Regions from separate parts of the Mus musculus genome. Here regions 1, 2, 3 and 5 are each linked to region 4. The links are chromatin contacts, called in public Hi-C maps. All regions are on one chromosome and are shown on one strand. The core of a region is the stretch at or near the end of the contact, and the rest is flanking DNA. Distances in the headings are between cores, read along the strand shown. Region 1 has its middle 310 kb from the start of Pvt1. Region 2 has its middle 100 kb from the start of Gm41333. Region 3 has its middle 210 kb from the start of Gm41333. Region 4 has its middle 120 kb from the start of 4930449C09Rik. Region 5 has its middle 270 kb from the start of Gm41333.

The links. A called contact is a pair of places that touch in the nucleus more often than the background predicts.
Region 1: a Hi-C map of bone marrow-derived macrophages shows a contact between it and region 4, with 11 read pairs. The contact joins two enhancer-like sites. A contact is called at or near these places in 1 of 15 datasets of contacts at CTCF or cohesin (large pre-B cells) and 2 of 484 Hi-C or Micro-C datasets (the G1E-ER4 cell line and bone marrow-derived macrophages).
Region 2: a contact with region 4 is called in a Hi-C map of the N1E-115 cell line, with 6 times the contacts expected there. The contact joins two enhancer-like sites. A contact is called at or near these places in 1 of 15 datasets of contacts at CTCF or cohesin (large pre-B cells), 2 of 484 Hi-C or Micro-C datasets (the N1E-115 cell line and nephron progenitors) and 3 of 115 datasets of contacts at active chromatin or transcription factors (acute myeloid leukemia, embryonic fibroblasts and large pre-B cells).
Region 3: a Hi-C map of the N1E-115 cell line shows a contact between it and region 4, with 9 times the contacts expected there. The contact joins two enhancer-like sites. A contact is called at or near these places in 1 of 15 datasets of contacts at CTCF or cohesin (pro-B cells), 2 of 484 Hi-C or Micro-C datasets (the N1E-115 cell line and myocytes) and 3 of 115 datasets of contacts at active chromatin or transcription factors (T-cell acute lymphoblastic leukemia, acute myeloid leukemia and embryonic stem cells).
Region 5: a Hi-C map of the N1E-115 cell line shows a contact between it and region 4, with 15 times the contacts expected there. The contact joins two enhancer-like sites. A contact is called at or near these places in 4 of 484 Hi-C or Micro-C datasets (the N1E-115 cell line, bone marrow-derived macrophages, macrophages and 1 more) and 2 of 115 datasets of contacts at active chromatin or transcription factors (T-cell acute lymphoblastic leukemia and acute myeloid leukemia).

The regions. Positions count from the first base shown.
Region 1 is chr15:62,349,172-62,353,755 of GRCm38.p6, forward strand. No RefSeq gene overlaps it. Among named protein-coding and RNA genes, the nearest start is that of Pvt1, 310 kb to the left of the region's middle. Within about 2 kb of position 2,095, at least 24 of the 459 cell types and tissues checked have an H3K27ac peak or open chromatin away from gene starts, as enhancers often do. A contact at or near this core is called in bone marrow-derived macrophages, where this site is marked.
Region 2 is chr15:62,567,221-62,571,533 of GRCm38.p6, forward strand. No RefSeq gene overlaps it. Among named protein-coding and RNA genes, the nearest start is that of Gm41333, 100 kb to the right of the region's middle. Within about 2 kb of position 2,306, at least 71 of the 459 cell types and tissues checked have an H3K27ac peak or open chromatin away from gene starts, as enhancers often do. A contact at or near this core is called in the N1E-115 cell line, where this site is marked.
Region 3 is chr15:62,459,346-62,463,575 of GRCm38.p6, forward strand. No RefSeq gene overlaps it. Among named protein-coding and RNA genes, the nearest start is that of Gm41333, 210 kb to the right of the region's middle. Within about 2 kb of position 2,321, at least 71 of the 459 cell types and tissues checked have an H3K27ac peak or open chromatin away from gene starts, as enhancers often do. A contact at or near this core is called in the N1E-115 cell line and T-cell acute lymphoblastic leukemia, where this site is marked.
Region 4 is chr15:63,599,554-63,603,696 of GRCm38.p6, forward strand. No RefSeq gene overlaps it. Among named protein-coding and RNA genes, the nearest start is that of 4930449C09Rik, 120 kb to the right of the region's middle. Within about 2 kb of position 2,193, at least 38 of the 459 cell types and tissues checked have an H3K27ac peak or open chromatin away from gene starts, as enhancers often do. A contact at or near this core is called in the N1E-115 cell line, T-cell acute lymphoblastic leukemia and bone marrow-derived macrophages, where this site is marked.
Region 5 is chr15:62,397,969-62,402,401 of GRCm38.p6, forward strand. No RefSeq gene overlaps it. Among named protein-coding and RNA genes, the nearest start is that of Gm41333, 270 kb to the right of the region's middle. Within about 2 kb of position 3,178, at least 23 of the 459 cell types and tissues checked have an H3K27ac peak or open chromatin away from gene starts, as enhancers often do. A contact at or near this core is called in the N1E-115 cell line and bone marrow-derived macrophages, where this site is marked.

The DNA.
Region 1 (4,584 bases), core at 845-3,344, 1.3 Mb before region 4:
CTTATGTATAGATAGAGTTCTCCTTTGTATGCAATTCAAGATACTGGCTCATGGAATGGTGCAATCTCATTCACAGTGGGTCTTCTCGCCGCAGTTTTCCCAAACTCCATAATTGCTTATAAACATAACTAGAAACTAACCCAAATAATCCTTCATAGGCATGTTCAGAGGCCTTTCTTCTATGTGATTCCAGATCCTGCCATGTTAACACATCCATCATCACTGTTGTATGTTACTTATCCAGCTCAAACTGGTTTTGTTGTTGTTCTTATTTTAACAAATATGCTTTTAAAATAGCTCTTATCATTTGTGGTTTTACTTATTCTTTAGACTTGTGTACAATATATTTTTATCATATTCTTTGCTCTCTCCCAACTGCACCCAGATCCCTCTTTGTCTCTTTACTTATCCAATTTCATATTCATTCTTTCTCTTAACAAAATAAAATCTGATTTATTATGGCCAACTATTTTGAATATGGAGCTTTCTCTGCAGTATGGTTGACAAACCCATAGAGAAGGGGAGAGAGAGAGAGAGAGAGAGAGAGAGAGAGAGAGAGAGAGAGAGAGAGAGAGAGACTTTACATTTTCCAGACACAGTAGTGCAGATGGACATATGAATCCACAGTCTATCAAGCATGTACAAGACTTGCACAAGCTCAAGCCAAACAAAATCCAGCATGGAAAAAGGTAAGTTGGCTTCCCCAGTTAGCTGTTTCAACTGAGTTTCTGGGAATGGTATTCAGATACTCACATTTTCAAGGCAAGCCCTTTACTGACTGGCCCATCTCCCCAATCAATTTTATTATCCCTGTTGTGAGAACAAGGAAAGGATTTTCATTCTTATGTTGGCAATTTCCATGAAGAGGAGAAAATGCTATAGAAAATGTCCGATCTCGGTTTGATCTGCTCTTTATCACTTATTAATATGACACACTGGACAAGTTACGTAATGTTTCTGAGCCTTAATTTCTTCATTTGTAATGTTGGGTAATGATTAAGGGTGGTTTCTGGCACATATTGAAGGCTAAGTAAAACAATTGTAACAGTCTCAGGTGGTGCAATACTTAACTAGTCACTGAAATAGGTATGTTTTGCAAAGAGAGCTGAAGTTGCCTTTGGAAGGCAGAGTATGAAGTGTGATATCCCAGTGTCAGTTCATCTGACCACAGTCATCTTCCATTGTGAAGAACCTTCTTGACTCTTCATATGGTCCTTGAATTATATGGAAGACTTGATGAGATCTAATGTCTTTAAAGTGACATTGACTACCAATTAAGGGTGGCTTGAAAATGACCACACCATGGACATTTCTTTGTTCGTACAGAAGTAAGTTTCTTTGGACTGAATTGACTGATCAGGTCATGCCTGGATTGACTCTGTCTCAGATGTGAAATATAGTATTATGTAAGAGAGCGTGTGGAGAACTTCTAAGACCAGGAGCGGGTCCTATTAGTGTTTACCATTTCTGTTTGCTAAAACTTGGCTCTTCAAAGGAAGTTGCCTCATCATTGTGAAGTTCAGTTCTGATCTCTACAATGAGCTAATATCTATCCATACCATTTAGATCCATCTTGTGTTGTAAAAGAATAAATGATTTTATTTTATCAATGATTACAGTTTCTCTGGTGTATAAGTTGAATTCCTCCTTCCCCCCCTCCTCCCCCTAAAGCAAGATGTTCTGTGTGTGACGAGGAGAACACTTAGTCTTCTCTGATCAGTGCTTTGCCCCTTCTGAATAAACTTCACACTAAGTGTAAGAATAGGCCCCCCAAAAGCTCTCCCTCTGGTCACTTGAAAATCTGAATAGAAGGTACAATGTTGGCTTCTCTGAGAAACACACAAGAGAAGATTTGTTTGAGGAAACACCTGTGAAGGAAAATAGGGAGGAAGTAAGAGAAGGCAGAGAGAGTCTTCATACCGCATGAAGGTCTCCCAGCTGTGCAAGGAGAGGAAGAAGAAAGGAAATTAGGTAGAACATGATTCAGACTATTTTTCAGTATTCAACTAAACTACTGGGACTACTCATGATAGAATTACCCATTAAAGCAACTCTCCATAGTAGAGACTCGCCTGAACTACAGTCTCCATTGCCCCACTTAGTTAGAAGCTAGGAGCATAACAATGGATTCAACAGGGCCCCAACAGCTGGACATGCAGCTAATCAATTACCTCCATAGCAGATCTGAGCAGAGCATTTTCATGACTATTCATTAAATTGGAAGAGATTTACTGTTGAAAGCAGAAATCCTCATTAAAAAAAAAAAAGAAAGAAAAAGAAAGAAAGCAAACAAAACAACCCCGACCATTCATGGTTTTGTACCTAATATCAATGTTCTCTTCCTTTCTTTGGCTTTCACTTCCTTATGTGTTTCAGCTAGGCCAATCATGTTAAAAACCCCACCCATCATGGTAGAGTTCCTCATTTGACAATTCCTACGAAATTGTATGTAAATAAGCAAGGGAGGGGGCACGTCTTTGGTTTTACCTTCTCTGTGAATTATGATACCCTGCTGGGGTTTCACATGTTTTATTCATTGGCATAGGAATAACCTCCTGTGTCAGATTATTATAGTTCTTGCCTTCAGTCTTACTAATATGAAACCAGCTATCCAAAGGGCTTTGGCAAAAACTATCTATGTATCTATGTATCTATGTATCTATCTATCTATCTATCTATCTATCTATCTATCTATCTATCTATCTATCCATCCATCCATCCTATTACCTATTTACCTACATACCTACTTGTAGGATCACACATCTATTTATATATATCTCTATATCAATGAGGGGAAGCACTCTAAAGAAATATTTTCAAAGAATGAGAAAGTATTACAGGGTTTGCTAAACATGAAATATTTTTAGGATTTGTCTTTATTTCAGGACATGACGTGAAGAATCACTGGGGCCTTCATGGGGATTGGCATTTTAATCCCTGAATATGATTGCTTACAAGATATTTGAAAGTGTCTGAATTCTTTATGCAGAAAATGAATGTGCACCCCTTCCCCCCCTGGAAAATATCATTGTGCAGATAGGCAATTGCGCAGATAGGCCAGGATGGGATGAGCAGGGTACAGAGTGAATCTCTTCCACCACTTTCTGATTTCATACTTGAATGGACTTTTTTTTTTTAAATCATCTTTAGTTACAAGTCATCCTCAATTGGTGTGAAGTGGACAAAACTAGTAACCATGATTCCCAGGTCTGCCACACAAGGGGCAAGAAGTTCTCATGTTCCCCTTAATCCTTTGCCCTGTCTAGTGAAAAATACCATAGCCCTGAACTCCAAAGTAATGGAGGGCAACAAGGGTCCCTAAATAACCATAAGGGACAGAATGTCCTGATGACTTATGTGTGGTTGGAAATTGAGTGAGAAATATATACTTCTTGAGCAGAGTTTCTTGAGTCTTTAAATAGATTGTGACAGCCAGTGTTTCTGGAAGAAAAGACACAGGAACCTTTTGAAGATGAATTGTACATAAGGAAAGGAGGTCTGGGTGCAAGGTAGTATAATTTGACTTGACAAACTCGTCTTTAGTGATATTTTGAATCAAGCCTTGTTGTGGGATTAGTGAGAGATGTTTGCTGCTCTCAAGGGCTCAGAGCTATCTATGGTAGTGAGATATATAGACAGTGACTTATGATATAACTCCTGAAGACAGCTACAATATGTACAATGAATAGAGGAGGCTGAGGGGGCTAGTTCCCTTGGAAATGTGATCCCAGGAAATTATATGGGAAACAGTCTGAAGGAAAGCAGTAGGAGAAGAGAGAAAGACAATGGAAAAATCTTATACAAGCTTGTGATTCCTCTACGACCTTGAACTACACAAAGCTTTGGGAAGCACAATTCCGTAACTCATTTGGATAGACACTACCTGACAGTTCTTTGTCAGCTGTAACTGTGAAGAATGAAGTTCCCTGTAGTTGACTATCATACTTGGTATGGATAGTCATACGTTCCATGGTAGAACTAGTATGATTTTGAGATATGTTCTCATCCCTTCTTGAGCTATTTCATGATTCTTGTATATGCATTATATTTTTTATTTTTGGAATCTAGAAAACCATGATTGATAAATCACATAAGAATATCAGTTTATAGATCTGGTTCAGTCTGTTATTTTATAGTATGCTTATCACCCACAACTACTGGCACTCAGGAGGGAGAGACTGCTTCTCTCAGCAGAGCAACTTGGCATCAGCTTGAACTTACCTGCCCTTTGTCCCACCCTGCTTGGCCACACTGCTATCCTTTGTTCTCTAATGAGTCTGACTGTACCAAGGACTTCAGCTTCATTACCAGAGCTGTTCATCTGCTTGGAGGGCTTTCTTCTTGGCTTACGATGATGACGATTTTACTCTCATCCACTATTTTTAAATTCAGTGTCTATTGTTCAAAGAGCCCTGCCTTAATTCTATACCAAACAGGTTTCTCTCAGGTATTCTCAACTGTATCATTCTGTTTATCTTCATTACAATACTTGTTAAGGTATACCTTTTCCCTTTGTTTTGTTTGTTTGTTGTTGTTGTTTGCTTGTTTTCTTTCTGTAATTTAATGTAGTTTCTAAGATGCCCG
Region 2 (4,313 bases), core at 1,056-3,555, 1.0 Mb before region 4:
TGTTTTGCCTGACTCTAGTAGAATGCTGTTCCTTTCCTTTCTAATTGGCAGTAGGTAATAAGTCAGGCAGAGATGAAGCCCAACCATTCTGCTTAAATGCTGTAAAGTGTGGTGCTCTAAATTGCAGCCCAAACAGGTTCCCAGAGGCAGTAGATACAATAGGAAAGGCACTGAAGTGTTAGGAGATGTTGATCAACGAGAGCTCCATCTTGGTCCTTGAAGTCTGAGTTTCTCTGTGGAGACAGTGGGGTTGAGTGGTGAAAACTACTTTGGAGAAATGAAGCATAGCATGTAGTGAGATAAAGGAGAAGGGACCAGAAAATGACGTGGGAAGGTCTGATAGGCCTTTCGGGATGGAAAGAGAGGAGATCCTTGTTTACCCAGAAGTACAGTGACACAGCAAAAGAAGACAGGTCTCTCCCCCTGCAGCTATCTGCAGGCCAGTACTACTCCGGATGGAAGCTGTTTCTGTTGTGCTTTGGAGTAAGACGTGAGCAGTGAGTTAACAGTAGATTGCCCTTGGGCTTGCTCCTTCCATGACCTCAAACCAATCTGTGTTTGATTTGGATCCCTTCAAACACCTTGGAAGGAAAAGGCAAAATGGCAGGGCATTGTTATTTTACTCTTTGACAAGGATATCTAAACATGCTCTGGTAAAGGAGAAGGTTTTCAGCTTTTAGGAAAGTGGCATGTGACTGAAGAACAGAGGGAGTTAGCCTGCTGTCAGCGACAACTGCCCAAGTGGCCTCAGGAGGAAGAGATGGAGAAGCCTCTGCTGAGAGACACGCTCTTCCTTTACCAAGGGATAGAAATGGTAGAATAGGAACCTATACAAAATATCATTTCAAGGATCAAATGGAGTTTCTCTGATTGCAGCTGGAAACATCTACTTGCTAACGCTGGCGGGTGGGACTCCTGTTCCTACTAAACGCATCTAGTCAGACTAGCTTGCTTCATATTTGAATGCAGAGAGTTCAAGAGCAACCATCCAGGAACCAGCTCGAGTGGTCGAGGAGGTATGTGTCTCACTCAGCCCTGAGCTTGCTTCTTAGCTCTATTCTTCTTTTCAGTTATGTAATTTTGGCCAAATTACCAGATGTGGCTGAGCTCCTGTATCTCTGTACAACTGGATTAATAATTCCTGTCACAAGGAATTATTCTAAGTGCTAAAGAGACAGTGCATGCAAGAGGCTGGCGGTTGTATCTGAAACCTAGCATACATCAACAGAACTTAGTGTGTTATTGATGCTTGTTACCTGCACTGGCATGGCAGTGAGTTCTGCATGTATTTGGGATATTCCAAATTGAGCAGGAAAAAAAAGGTACGTCTGTTTTTAAAATAAGTTCCCATAAAAGTAAGATGAAGGCTATATAAATATTTCTTGAGTATTTATAAAATATTTTCTTATGGATGCATTATTTTAATTCATTAACATTTTAAGAATCACTGGACTAAATTATTGTTTTTTTTTTCCTTTTGTATTCATTTCTCCAGAGATTTCATCCAACCTCTGGAGAAAAGGGGAGAGACAAGAAAGCAGTGTTTTCACTTGATTGAGGCCAAGAACTGGGGGACTGGACAGAGCTAGGTTACAGCCCTGCCAAACGTTCCCTACCTACAGGCTTTGACCTATGTAATAGGAGATAAAACTTACAGTAATAACAATTATAACAATAACAGGTCTGTAGTGCTGAGCTCTCCACCTATTATTTCATGATTCATACAAACACCTTATGGGTGAGATGTCACAATCACGTGTAAGTCACGAGCAATATACCAGATGACATCAGCCACATACTAGGTTCATAGAAAAGGACCTCTGACAAGCAAGACTATCTTCTTACCCCTGCCTTGATTTTCTGAACATAGATGCAGATAGGTTCTGTCTATGTGGCTGCTGAGGAACTGGACTGAACTATTGAGTTAATCAGTTGGCTCTCAAGCCCATTTGTTTCCACAGGAGGCAATGGTAAAACTCATTGCAGTTCACAAACCCTCTGTCTTCTCAGCTCACAAGCATTGCCTCCTGGTTGGTTTGTGCTGGGGTAGAGTGAGTCAGCCAGTCACATGCCTGCTCTCAGGGCCACTGTCCAGGTGAGAGGCACAAATGCTGCTCACACTGCTCTTGACCAGCATATCAAGTGTTGCCCGGACCTGCAGGTCCTGCTTTTTCACTCCATGGATGGGCTGTGCTCTTTCACTTCGGAGAGAGCCAGCATTGTCAGCTCAACTGCTTCCTTGTGCTCAGTAGCTTGCTGAAGGGTGACTGGCTTGAGACCTTGTTAAAGCTACCCTGCCCCTGTTTTAAAGCATCACTGAGAGATGCTGGAGCTGAGTCACCGTCCACACAGACAGCTCATTGCCAAGATGTGCTGTGCTTTTCTGATGCAAGGAAGAGCAAGTTTCCATCCCTGCTGTAATGTCACCCCGCTGCACAGCTCAGGCCAATAAAGTTCAACAAACCAGTTTAGCCTGGGAGAGAAGGGGATGAAAGGCTAAAACACTCTTTGATGAAACCCGAGTCTTCCAGGTAAAGGGCAAGTAGCTGGCATGACGAGTGAGCAAAGACATCTTTTGGGAATCTCCCGTTCGTTCTGCCTTTCATCCTGACGCTCTTCTTCACTGGGTGATTTCACATGAAGCAAAAGTGTTGGCTCTCTACCCTTCTCCTTCCTGCCTGCCCCAGTAAATTGTGACCGATACTGTCTGAATCACTAGATTCTTTGGACACTCAATTATCTATGAGAAAACAATGTATCTCACTTCTGACTTACTGCAGATACGCTTAGCTCTTGCACCGAATGGTTTTAAAGGCCAGCAACACCTCCTCCCTAAACCCCTTCATTTAAATTATGTTTATTACTATGCTTGTTTACTCTCAGTCATCCCTCCTTGAGGAAGGGGATCTAAGCATGTGGGACCAGGCTTATTTTGCACTTTAGCTTGGTGGAGGATCTGCAGCAAATGAGCTAATCTATATTTACTGAATTATTAAACTGCTCCCCCACACACACTTTTCAATTGCTTTTCCTGTCCCCCAAATCAGTTTTGCTCCTGTCCCAACCACACAGCTCAATGTTGATAAACGAATAAGAGTTCAAATCAACTCATTATTTTCTGTCCTGAGCTTCCCTAGTCCTGTCTTTTCTTTGCGATGCATCCTCTTTGAGTGTAATTAGCATCAGGACTCTGTGCTGCTTGGAATCTTTCAGTCCTGTCACACAAGGTTTATCCCTGCCTGAAATGTCCTCTCTGCTATATTTTCTCTGGCAAACTTCTGTATGCTCATCTTATATAAGGAACCTTCTTGGAACACCCATCAGGCCCACTCCTCTAACTACAACTGACCCTTCTTTCCTTTGGATCCACAATGAAGTGCTTCAGTTCTGTTTTTTTCCCATTAATTTATCTGTTCACTGTACATCCCAATCCTAGCCTGTCCCCTGTTTCCTCCCAGTCCTGCTCTTAGAAATTTCTCTCCTCTTTACCCCCCCCCCCCCCTTCTTCTTAGAGAAGGGGAAGCCACCTTTGGGTACTTCCCTGCCCTGGGACATCCAGTCCCATGAGGAACTAAGCATATTCTCTCTCACTGAAGCCCAGTCAGGCAGACCATTTAGGGGAGTGGGATACAGTGGCAGGCAACAAAGTCAGAGATAGCTTCTGTTTCAATTGTTGGGGGACCACATGAAGACCAAGTTACACATCTGCTACAAACGCATAGGGGGCCTATGTTCAGTCCCTGCATGTTCCCTGGTTAGTGGTTCAGTCTCTGTGAGCCGCCATTGGCTCAGTTTAATTGAGTATATAGATCTTCTGTGGTGTCCTTGACCACTCTGGCTTGTTCAATTCTATCTCCCCTTTTCCACAAGACACCTTGTGCTCCACCTGATGTTTGGCTCTGGGTCTGTTTCCATTAGCTGCTGGGTCAAGCCTCTCAGGAGACAACCAAATACTCACTATTCAGCCATTCAAAACAAGGACTTCATGAAACTCACAGGCAAATGGATAGAACTAGAAAATATCGTCCTGAGTGAAGTAATCCAGACCCATAAAGACATGTGTGATATGTACTTATGTGTAAGTGGATATTAACCATAAAGTACAGTGTTTCAGTTCTTAATATCTAGTTATGTATTTTCTCTCCACTAACACAATAGCAACTCCAGGATGGAGTAGGGTAGGTGGGGAACGTAGTCAGTTGAAACTGTGTGAGGGCAAAAACCATGATAGTCCCTTAACTTCAACAGATAAAGAAAGGAAGCCAGTAGGAAGATTGTAAAGAAACGTGAAAAGACCTCTTATTTAAATATAC
Region 3 (4,230 bases), core at 1,071-3,570, 1.1 Mb before region 4:
AGGTCAGGAAGCAGGAGCTGATGCAGAGGCCATGGAGGGATGTTACTTACTGGCTTGCTTCTCCTGGCTTGCTCAGCTTGTTTTCTTATAGAGCCCAGGACTACCAGCCCGGGGATGGCACCACCCACAAGGGGCCCTCCCCACTTGATCACTAATTGAGAAAATGCCTTACAGCTGGATCTCATGGAGGTATTTCTCGCCTGAAGCTCCTTTCTCTGTGATAACTCGAGCTTGTGTCAAGTTGACACAAAACCAGCCAGTATAGAGGGTGTTCTTTCTATTAGCAAACTCAGATATAGGACATCGATCAATGAACCCACAACAAGCTGTTTCAGGCTAGATTAGCTGACTTGCTGTATATGTGTGTGTTTGTGTGTGTGTGTATTCATTCTATGGCACACATGAGAAGGTCAAATAACTTCAGGATTTGTCCTCACTTTGTACCTTGTTTGAGATGGATCACACTGTGTTCACGGCTATATATGACAGCCAAGTGGGGCTGGCTCACAGGTTTCTGGTGGTCATCCTGTCCTTGCCTCTGAGTTTGGCATATGAGTACTGGGATGACAGACAGGCTTTTGTGCTCAACTCTCCCATGGGTTCTGGGGGTTCAAATTCATGTACTCATACAACAAGCACTGAGGCATTTCCCTGGTCCTAAGAGGTGCTTTTATAATATTCTCATTTTTCTGCAGAAGAAGAGAAGACAAAAACAAAACCCTACAGCGTTTAAAAAGAGATAGTACAAAAGAAAAATTACTCTAAAGTTAATCTTTGTTTCCCCCCTCCCCCCAGTATTTTTTTCCCTTTGTGTGACAACCAGCGCAAGCAGCCAGGAAGACCAGTCATTTTAAAACCTGCTTTAGCATCTGCTAAAAGTTGACTGTAGTCAGTCAACTTACATGTTGGGTTATGACAGAAATGACATCGACTGTCTCTCCCCTTCCCACTGTGTTCTGGTATCCATTACTAAGTCACCTCCCCGCTGAGGAAACTTGTGTTGTTTCTTGTAGGGATAGAGACGACCTTTGGACAAGGATACCTCTAGCATGGCCAGCCCACTGTACCTTGACAGCTGGAGAGGACCCCTCCTTCTAAGCCTCAGCAGGAAGCAGTAAGAAAAGGAAGCAGTGAGACTTGGTAACTCCTTTGCCAGTCACACCTTTGTACGTAAAGCAGCAACCTGCTGTTTTGTGCCAGGTACCAAATGCCAGCATTATCATACTTCACATGGCTGATTAGATTTCCATAAGTTTGCTGGCTTCTCCCTTTTCCAACTGATTGGTCCAAGGTCAAAATAAAATTGCTTTCAGAATAGTCTCTAGTTGAAGCAACAAATGTTTTAAGTGCACTAATCAACAATTTTTTTTTTAATTAACTACTCATTACAAAGCACCTCAGAGCAGTGGCTTTCACTATTTAAATGCATTGAATCATGGAGAGATGCCACAGATGGTGGCAGACACCTGTACTCCTAGCACTTACCCAGCTGAGAGCGCCTAGAATTCAAGGCCAGCCTGGAGTGCTGGATCATACTACCCAGGCTTCAGATTTTAGTAGCTCTGGGATGGAAACTGGACATCTGCATGAGTCACATGTTCCCAAGTCATGCTAACACTGCAAGTCCAGGACTAACCGAGAGAACTGCTGATGTGGAGGATGGAAAACATTCTAACCTGCAGATTTTTAGAGATTTAATATCTGTAAGCCTCAGCTTATAGTAGATAGGGACATACAGACCCAATAAATCTAGCAGGTACACTTAAAATCTGGAAAGAAAACATTATTACTTTTTCTTTCAGTTATGGGTGTATATTTTCACACACGTACACACACACACACATGTTCATGTGTGTATATGTTCTTGTGTGTACATTTATGCTTATGTGTGTATAGTATGTATATTATATGTGTGCATGTTTTTGTTTGTGTAGGTATGTCTGTGTATATCTCTGTGTGTGCATATGGAAGTATTAGTTCACCTTGGTTATTATCCCTCAAGAACTGCTAACCTTGTATTTTGAGACAAGGCCTCTCACTAGGACTAGGGAAGTCACTGTTTAGGTTATACTGTCCCGAAATGAGCCCCAAGTATGCTATTGTCTATTCTTCTACAGGACTATAAGCCTGGGCCACCACGCCCAGCTTCATATCCAAACCGTAGAGACTGAAGTCAGTTTCTGATGCTTTCAGTGGCTGAGCTACCTCCCCAGCCCCTTTCTTCTTTTTTTTTCTCTTCCCTACCTCTACTCCTCCCCTTTTCTTTGTTGTGGTTTCTTCCAAGCTGTGTACAGGGGAGGAGGGGATAATCATAATAAGTAGGGGTTCTAGCACCTGTTAGTGGCTTGGCAGGCTTTGTTCCCACCATGTTTGAAATGCAAAGGTCTTCATGGATGCTCTCGGGCATGGATCATTTCCACTTCCTTAGAGCATCTCATTCATCAGGAGACCAGTTCTCTTCTAAAAATAGCTTAGTCAACTTTTCTCTCTTGGTATGAGTATCCAAAGACATTGAGGACTCCTACCACCGTCATCAGTTCTAGAAAACAGGTGCATTAGGGCAGAAATGAGCAAGATCTGGCCCAAGACCTTGGATCCATCACTTAATAGCCTGTGAACTCGAGTGTGGAACTTGTGCTGCTTCGCTGGACACAAATTAGAATTGACTATGAAGAGGAACCTCAATTGAGAAAATGCTTCCCTCAGATTGACCTGTAGGCAAGTCTGTGGGGCGTTTTCTTGATTAATGATTGGTGTGGGAGGGTCCAACCAACTGTGGGCAGTGCTAACCCCAGATATGTGGTCGTGAGTGGTACAAGAAAGCAGTCTTGGCAAGCCATGAGGAGTAAGCCAATAAACATCATTCATTCCTCTAAGACCCGTGCTTCAATTCTTGCTTCTAGGTTCCTGTCTTGAGTTCTTGCCCCAACTTCCTTTCATGAGACTGTAAACTCTAAGATTAGATAAACCTTTTCCTACCCTAAGATGTTTTTTGGTTATGGTGTTCCATCTCAGTAACAGAAAGCAAACTAACAGATAGTAACTTGAACTCACAAAGATTCAGTGTCCAGTCTCTCACATGGAGATCAAGATTAGAACACCTCCTAGGATGCTTAAGGGTCCTAAATGAAACTGGGAATCCCAGTGCTTGAGCAGCGTTTGAACCCTGTAGGGGAGACTTGATCTACAGTGATGAATGTGGCTCCGGAGATCCTGAAATTATCACATTTGAATCAAATCATGCCCTGCCGAGGATAAATAACCCAAACGACCGAGAAAACCGAGAAAAAGAACATTTACTGACCATCCTTCCTCTTACAAAAGTCTCTGAGTGACCCTCATTGGCAGTAATGTGTGGATGCCACGCTGCCCAGGGAAGATAGAAAGCAGCTGGCCCACTCACTGTGGGGAAGCCCCAGCTGACCCAGCATCCTGGTCTATCTGCAGTCACAGTTGTAAGGCAGGCCTAGTGCCAGGGCCTAGAGGCAGAAGAACAGTTGGAGGAGGCAGGGAGGGAGGGGGAAGGAGGAGAGCGCCAAGGAGACTTTGCAATTATCTCCCCGAGACTGTTTAGAATGTAATGTTCCTCTCCACCCCCTTCCTTTTCACATTGTAATTTTCTTCACAGAAAGAGCACAATGGAGAACATATTCCAGGCTGCAGAGCTCACTGCTAACTCTGACAACCCAGACATGGGAACAGATAAGGAAAAAAACACAGGCTCTTTTTTTTTTTTTTTTCCCACCCTAGAGAGATTGCAGTGATTGAAGCTAAGAAATCCAGTTATGTTTGAACATCGTATTACCTGCCCACTTAATGGTTTGGATACGATCTGTCCTTGATGCTCAGCAAGTTTTCTCTGTCTGTTTTTCTTGCTGGAGAGGCTGCCTCTGCCTTTATGTTCACCTCTAATTTCCATCTAGGTGAGAGGCTGCGGTCAGCCCAAGCTGCAGTTGGCTCCATCTCTCTGGATTTGACTCAGTGTTTAAAAGATCCATATTTTCTTCTCACCTGCGTCTACGAAGTAGGGTACACTTACGACTTGTGGCTCCTTCTCAGCTGCCAGGTGGCCCTTGGATGGGCACAGGACAAGGCTGGAAGAGGGGAATAAGGAAGCCGCCTACCTTGGATATCGCCATCTCTGTCCACGTCCTTTTAAAATGATTTATCATTTATTTGTATGTATGTTTCTCTCTCTTTCTCTGTGTGTGTGTTCATGTGTCTATGGAG
Region 4 (4,143 bases), core at 943-3,442:
TTTCCCCTCTGGAAACCCCTAATCCCCAGCCCCCTCCCCTCTGCTTCTATGAGAGTGATCCCCTACTCACCCACCCACTCCCACCTCACTGCTCTAGCATTTCCCTACCCTGGAGCATCAAACCTTCACAGGACCAAGGGCCTCCCCTCCCATTGATTCCAGATAAGGCCATCCTCTGCTACATATACAGCTGAAGTCATGGGTCCCACCATGTGTACTCTTTGGTTGGTGGTTTAGCTCCTGGGAGCTCTGGGGAGTCTGGTTGGTTGACATTGTTGTTCTTCCTATAGTGTTGCAAACCCCTTCAGCTCCTTTAGTCCTTCCCTTAACCCCTCCATTAGGGTCCCCATGCTCAGTTCGATGGTTGGCTGTAAACATCCCCATCTGTATCAGTAAGGTTCTGGCAGAGCCTCTCAGGAGACAACCATATCAGGCTGCTGTCAGCAAGCACTTCTTGGCATCTGCAATAGTGCCTGGGTTTGGTGGCTACATATGAGATGGATCTCTAGGTAGGGCAGTCTCTGGATGGCCTTTACTTCTGTCTCTGTTCCACTCTTTGTCCCTGTATTTCCTTTAGACAGGAGCAATTCTGGGTAAAATTTTGAGAGGCATGGGTGGCCCTTATGTGGAGTTTGATTCTTCTTCCAAATTCATTCTGGCTCATGGTTGTAGATTACAAGGCTCAATCTTCTACTTGGCTGCTCATCTCTTTGAGACCACACCTTGACCTTCCATGTGGCACTCTCACAAATTGACATCTTATTTCTCCAAAGTCAGCAAGAGAATCTCTATTCAGTCTGCTATACAAGATTTTTGCCATACAAAGTAGCTATCTTATCCTGATTGTTAAGTAGAATAACCATTTATAGGGTGGTATCCCCAATACAACTAGAGCTTACACTACGAGGGAGGGTTTATACATAGAATATATATTTGATGGATATGTAGAAGAAATTTTAGGGAACAATTTACAAATCCTGCTTATCAAATGGCCCAAGCATTGGTATCTTTATTCCATACATAAAATAAAATGTATAACAAAATAAACAATTTCATAAGAGAAAAAAGTAATACAATTTTCAAATAGAAGGGCTGGAGAAATGGCTCAATGAGTAAAATGCTTGCTGCATATACAGGAGGACCTGAGCTCAGAATTCCAGAATCCTTGAAGCAAAAGAAAGAATTAGATAAAATATCAAGGAAAAGCATAGACTGAAACAAAAAGAAAGTAAGATATATATTGTAAACTAATGTTCTGAAGATGCACATTGTCAGAATGGATTTAAAATATGTAAAAGGGTATAAGGAATATTTTAAGAGAAATTAAGGTTAAATAGATCTAAATGGATATGAATGTATATTGAATGGTATAAATATAAGATTGATGGGTTTCCCCAGTTACTTTTCTCCAGAAAGGACGAGCCAACTCTCAACTATGTGGGAGAGAGAAAGAGAGTAGTAGTCTGCTTCTGGAGAAATTGCAGACAAGCATTTCGCAAGCCAGAAAGCATCTATAATGTCTGCCGTGGACTGTGTCTTGTGAACCAGACTCTCTGGAAGCTGAGACAGAATTCCATTGACACATAAAACCCCATTCTGTTAAAACTTTCAGGCTCTGGTCCTCACTGCTCAGACTAGTGCAGCCCCACTGACTCAAGCTGACTATCCCCTCCATATTATCTCACATGTTAAAAAAAATTAATTAAGATGATCATAGTCCCCCTTGATTTTTTTTTTTTTGACCTTTGCTCTTCTTGAGTAAAACACTAAGAAGACAGAAATTGTCTGGGGCAAGAGACTTACACCTTTGTGAGTGTGGCATAGCAAGCCAGCTGTGCAGAAATAGCTGTTTGATCACGTACATGAATGTGACTGCTAGAGGAAAAATAGTTCCACCAGTTATTTTGTAGGCTGTGGTGAGATTTAACTGAGAAAGTCCATATGAGGCTGTCATCAATGTCTTTCATCCAATCTGTCTCTTACCAGATATCTCTATCAGGGAGGTGGGAGATTTATAGAGCCACACCCATCATCTCCCTGCAAAGGAAGGAATCCAACCTGCATACCTAAAATTTGCAGAGCCTTGAAGCCATTCTGAAGATTGTGCGTTGGATGAAACTGGATTCCCAATAAAGGACTCTGTGACAGGGTATTGCCCAGCCTGAGGCACTGACTACTCCAAAGTTGGACTGAGCTTGCCATCTAGAGGACACCAGGGGACAGACAGTCCCTACAGGGTCTTCGGTAGACAAGACCTTGGCACCTTAAGACAGACAAAGCTCCCTCTCTAAAGGACATTCGTTGAGGGTTTGACTGTCCAAGCATCATAGGGGCAGAGAAAAATACAGCCTCTGCCCTTGGTGCTCTAACGTGAAAATGAGACTCGCTTTCTAGAAGGATGGAGAAATTTCCTCTCGCAGATGTGTCCACTAATAAATCACAATGCCAGCTAAGGTTTCTCTCTGAATTAGATCTCAGTTTTCTTGACACTCAAGCTGAGGTGGACATCAGAAGTCCTCACTGCTTCATCTTGTCACTAAAGGGTAACGCCAGCCAGCTGAGGCCACACAGCTAGAAAGTAGCAGAGACAGACTTTGTGGAGTAATACTGGAAGTACCTGTATCAAGAGACTGACCTGTGCCTGAAGCAGCCAGATGCCATGGACCTTGTGGGAAGAAAACAGAGCAAGCAGAGACTCTGGGCTGTTGGTATTTCAAGGGCAGATTTTTATAAGTCAGACGTATTCATATCTTGTTGAGGCCCTAATTTGCCAGTGATGGAAGAAATGAGGAACTTTGGCCTCTGGCCTAGATTCACATAACTCTTCTCACCCTATAAATCCAGTGAGGCTGGAGAAAGTTTTTCTGACTGTATATACGCTTACAGTCTAAGAATCCTTTACCTTTTGAAAGGTGCCAATGTGGCTACATACAATTCAGGGCATTTAAACTAAAAAAGAAAATCTCTTTTCCAGAAGCAAGTCTGTAGGCCAGAATCCTAAACATTTCACCAATGTATAGCCTGTCCATATTCATGCTATCACTTACCATTGCATTCACAGTTAGTTTACACTTGTATGCACAGTCAGTTAGCAAGTGTGAATTCTGAATGAGCTGTGGTTAGGCATCAAGGAGACAGTGATGCCATGATATTCACAGCCACTGTCCTCATGCATCTTACATAGTTAGGAGACTATGAGAAATGCCCCAAAATGGCACCCCTGAGTAGACATTGAGGATTAAGTAATAACAAACTGAAAGTGAATTTGCAGTTGCCTTTCTACTCATTCTCTGTGTGGTCACTGCACCTTTGGTACCCTTTTCTTAGAGCTTCCCTCACTCAATGTATTCTTTTCCATCTTTTTTTAAATTTTGTTAAGTTTTGATATAAAAAAAAAAAACCTATCTATACACATGGACTTTCTGCTTCTGGAGGCCAGCGAAAAATTCTATCTATCTCATAATCTCCCACATTTTCTAGAGCCAAGAATCAAGATAGTAGATTTGGGTTGAAATTTTGGATAAATCAAAGGGTCAAATGTTTCATCAATCTGCCAGTCAATTTTAAGTATTACTGACAAAAGCATATCCATGAAGTCTTTCATTTGTAATGTGTGAGACTCTAAATGCAGTTAGTTGGTGATCAATGAAAATTTTAAAGTTACATGCTTCCGTCCAAGCACATCATTGCAAGTCATTTGTCATGTGTTGCACAAGGGATCTGTCAGAAGTGATGCAGAGTGTCGGTTAAGACAGACGGGCCTTTCCATAAATAACCATAAGATGCTTGTGGGTTCTGAGGCAGGGGCACATCTCCCACTAGCTGGAAGAATCAACGAGGCTAATCTTCACTGAAAACTGAAGTCTGGCTGCAGTTATTAGAAATAGCTCTCCTCCATGGAAGCTGGACTGGCAGGCAGGCAGGGAAGGATCCAAAGATTGTGTCACAGCTGAAAAGGAGCCTGCCAGAGAACATTCAGTTTCCAAATACATACATGAAGCATTGAGTAATAGCTTCGCTCTCCAACTTCATTTCAAATGAATCCAGTTTTAGACTCGAAGCCATAAAAGTTGCACCAAACCTTTTTGAACCTACACGCTCAGAGTGCTTTCCATCACTCCGTAAAACTTCAGCCAACTCACA
Region 5 (4,433 bases), core at 1,928-4,427, 1.2 Mb before region 4:
AATTCTCTTTACTTCATAAAATTCCCAGGTTTCTATTATAACAGTGTCAAATAGACTAAGACAGCCCTTACTACACTAGTTTATGTCACAACTTTGATCATTATAATCAAAGGAATACATACATTGAGAAAAGTGTTTGTAGGAAGTATGGATAACTTAATCTTAGAATTGGAAAATTGCTCAGAAATCAACCAGTACAAACTACTCTCATACATGGGGTCTACAGTGATAGCATTCTGTCTTGGGACTCATGTTCTCCATCTTTTTGGAGTTCACGGCAAACCCACAGTCTCAGCTTTCAGCAGCTTTTGTATACTTTTGGAAGTTTGAAAGGTTTTCCCTGTTTTAAGCCACTATTTGTCTCCTGATAATGGATAGAAAGTCCAGTAGAGTTAATCTCAGCTTTCTTCCACCTGATAACCTTTCTAATACTACAAACTAGCTTTCAGGTAACATGGGACCTGGGACATTCTTAGGCTCCAATGGCACTTGGCAGTACAGAGGGCTTCTAGGACTCATCCTGACTTCAGGAGGAACTTGGCTTGACACTGGGGGTCTTGTGAACCTATCTTGTTACAGCTTAACTTTCAATTTAAATACTAACCATACGAACTAACTCCACTGGAATTTATAAAGCATATTAGCTTTCATAATTTTGCTATGTCTTTACATTGACTGGCTGAGATTGTCCAGAACAACTTATTATTTTGAGTTTGTTTTCAAGTACAGGGAAGCTCAGAGTAGTGATTTGCCCAAGTGGCTCAGCTACTCTCACCGAGTTGAAACTCTGTGGATGCTGATGCAATCATACCCACTGTTTTCTCTATGTTACTTGTCTCATATCCATCCATCAGGCTTTTCCAGAACTTGTTTATTGGTCTTCCCTGAAAAGTCATCTCATGCCACATTGATTTTATTAGGTCAATCCCTCTTCCTCAAACCATAAATCACAAGCTCAATCTCCAAACCTCTAGAATGTCCTTCAGTTCTTTAATATTATCTTCTTGCTTGAGCTTTAGGAAACATGAGGTAAATGGATGAAACATAGAGAACATACTATAGTGACAATATGCTGGTTGATTGATTGTCAGGGAAATTTGGGAACAGGATGAGAATGGGGGATGGGCGGCTACCATGAGTTGGAGATCCCTGAGATACAATTCAACACCATACATGTCCTTAGAACAGTATTCTCAACCTTCCTAATCCTGAGCCCCTTTCATACCGTTCCTCATGTTATGAACATAAACCATAAAGCTATTTTTGTTGCTACTTCAGAACTTTAATTTTGCTTCTTTTATGAATCATGATATAAATATCTGATATGAAAGATGGTCATAGTTAATCCCTGTGAAAGAGGCATTCAACCCTCAAAGGGGTCATAACCCTCAGGTTGAGCACTGTGGATTTAGAGTGTCAAAAGGATCTATGGAGGATGTTATACAAGAGAAAATGCACCATGACAGTAAATATGGGAAACCATAAAGAATTTTGCATTGTTGGAGCACAAGGTACAAAAGGAGACTTCAGGAAGGATGTGTGGGAGGAAGGCCAGGTTCTGGAAGTTGTCACATGAAAGATTTTGGACTTTATCCCGAAGGCTGAAATGAGCCAAATTGAATTTGAAGTAGTCCAGTGCCCACTGAATTGGGCATCTGTTGGGAAGAGCCAACCAATGGAAGCTCTAGGGAGGGTAGTCTGGAGGTGGAGGTGAGGAAGGAGGTGAAGACTGATGGAAGGGAGCCACTGTGGTTGTAGGCAATGTAAACACACTTGAGTGGCTCAGATGAGAGAAAATAGATGACAGTGACAATAACCATAATAATGGAAGGATTTTTAGATACTTTCAGGAAGGAAGATAAACAGACTGAATGATTAGGTGACTGTTGGTAGAGGAGCAAGCGTCCTATAATGCTTGCAGGAATTTCTAGATGGGCTGGAAGATGCTGTCTTATCCATTGCCATTGCCATTCCTGTACTGAGAGGATAAGGTTTTGTAAAGGGAAAGCAAGCTGATTTACTGGCAATGTCTTTCTATTATTTTTGTGTAGTATTCAAGATGGCTGATTAGCCACTTATGGTTGTTTCTTCTTCTTCTTCTTCTTCTTCTTCTTCTTCTTCTTCTTCTTCTTCTTCTTCTTCTTCTTCTTCTTCTTCTTCTTCTTCTTCTTCTTCCTCCTCCTCCTCCTCCTCCTCCTCCTCCTCCTCCTCCTCCTCCTCCTCCTCCTCCTCCTTCTTCTTCACAGGCACTCTATAGACATCCTTGTACTTAGGTGTGATTGTGGAATCAACTCTAAGGGAAAAGCTATTTTCACTTTCAAACCCAGGCTATACATACTTCTGTTTGCTTTTATGTGATCTGCCTTTGAAAGGCTGGATTTGTCGAAAGACATTGTGTGAGTTTGGTTTTGTCATGGAATACTTTGGTTTCTCCATCTATGGTAATCGAGAATTTTGCTGGGTATAGTAGCCTGGGCTGGCATTTGTGTTGTTCTGCCAGTCTGATGAGCATAGACTTGGGAGGAAAGGAAATTCCCTATTCACTGTGTGGACAAAAGCTAGCCACCAATTTAGGAATAGAAACTTCAGACATTATAGTAGCAAGTGATTTGCTTTTATGATGTTTGTTACAGCAATCAGCTACCTGTGCATGATTGATGTACCCTTCTTGTTTCAGAGAGGAAAGACGGTGAAGCATAGCTGATAAATGTTAGGTCCAGACCCATTACGTCTCATCCATAAATGAGACTTCTTAACTTGTATTCTCCGAGAGAGAGAGAGAGAGAGAGAGAGAGAGAGAGAGAGAGAGAGAGAGAGAGAGAGAGAGAGAGAATGAAGTTAGTTGGTTTTCTTTTTTTTTTTTTTGGTCAGTATATTTTCTTCTAGGCACAAATACACAGAGGTCTAAGCAATCCATCCAGTTTGGAAGGAGATAGATTCCCACTCTCCACTTCTCTGCTCCTTAGAAAATAAGATGATTTTGGGGAAGAGAAAGAAGTTATCAGAAGACAACTGAGACAATTCAATTAAGTAAACTTTTACTGGTTCCAAGTTAGCTTTGGTACATATCAGATGCCAGAGTGAGCCTTGGGCTGTATTTGGACAGGAGAGTGTTGAGCCAACCCAGGCTCCTCCTTTTTAACACCATGCCATCCTCCCGTTGCCCTGCCTCTCATTTCCTTTCCATTTCACTATGCTTCAGCCATACTAGCCTTCTTTCTGTTCCTCAAATGCTGTGGCGTTTCTTCCTATCTTGGGGAAGTCACAAGTGCTGTTTCATCCCTTGGGAATGAATACCCACCCCTTCAGTTGCTAATCCTTATGCTTCCTTTTCCTCATCCTTATGCTTGCTCTTAAGTATCTTTTTATCAGTAATGGGCTCCTTGACCCCCGACCTTGAGATATACCCTGATACGCCCACATATTTCATTCTGGACTTCTCCTTTGTGGCAGTCCTCTGACCTGTGATTGTGTAATCTTTTGCCCTGTGCCCTGCTCTATCCAATAGAGTGTCAGGTTTTCTTTTCTTTTCTTTTTTTCTTTTTTCTTTTGTGTTTTTTTGTTTTGTTTTGTTTTGTTTTGTTTTGTTTTGTTTTGTTTGAGACAGGGTTCCTCTGTACAGTCCTGTCTGTCCTAGAACTCACTTTGTAGACCAAGCTGACCTCAAACTCAGATATCTGCCTGCCTCTGCCTCCGAAGTGCTGGGATTAAAGACATGCACCACCACCGCCTGGCCTGAGTGTCAGCTTTTCAAGGGCAAGGATCATGCTGGAGTATTCTTTCTGCCAAGAGACCTGAGCATAACACCCCAAATAGTGGGTAAGCAGGAAGCAAATATTTTTTTTTCTTGACAAAAATAATATTTTTAAAGTAAGCCATTTTCCAAGTGGCTTTATGAAAAACAAACTAGACACTGTGAAATTCTGAAATAAATCATCCACTATGTAGTTAGATACTTAGATAAATCTAAACCAGAATGTGAGAAGCATATAGTTTCTCCTGGCTGTGTTGTCAGTACTGAGGACATCATTGGTCCCTGAACTCTACTGGGGACTTTTTCTTGGGTGCTTTCATGATGGTGACTTGATGTGGCAGTGTAACTTGGTTCTGAAAGAGGGAGAAAGAATAGTAGAGTTTCAATTGGTAACTCCCTCCTTTAGTAGCTAAGCCAGTTTGGGAGATATCAAGCCTTGGCTTCCTTCCTTGAAAATGGAGAGCTTATCTTTCCAGAGTTTACGAATAGGCTATTTGCAAGACACACATGTGCACATGTGGATGTCTATGTCTCATAGGAAGTTTGGCACTTAGCAGGGACTCAGGAAAGTTTAATAGACCATTGACTATGAGGGTCAGGTTCAGATGCTGAGTCATAACGCACGTGAACTGACCGGTCTGAAGCTGTTAACGAGGCACATGAGTGCTTTATCCTTTAC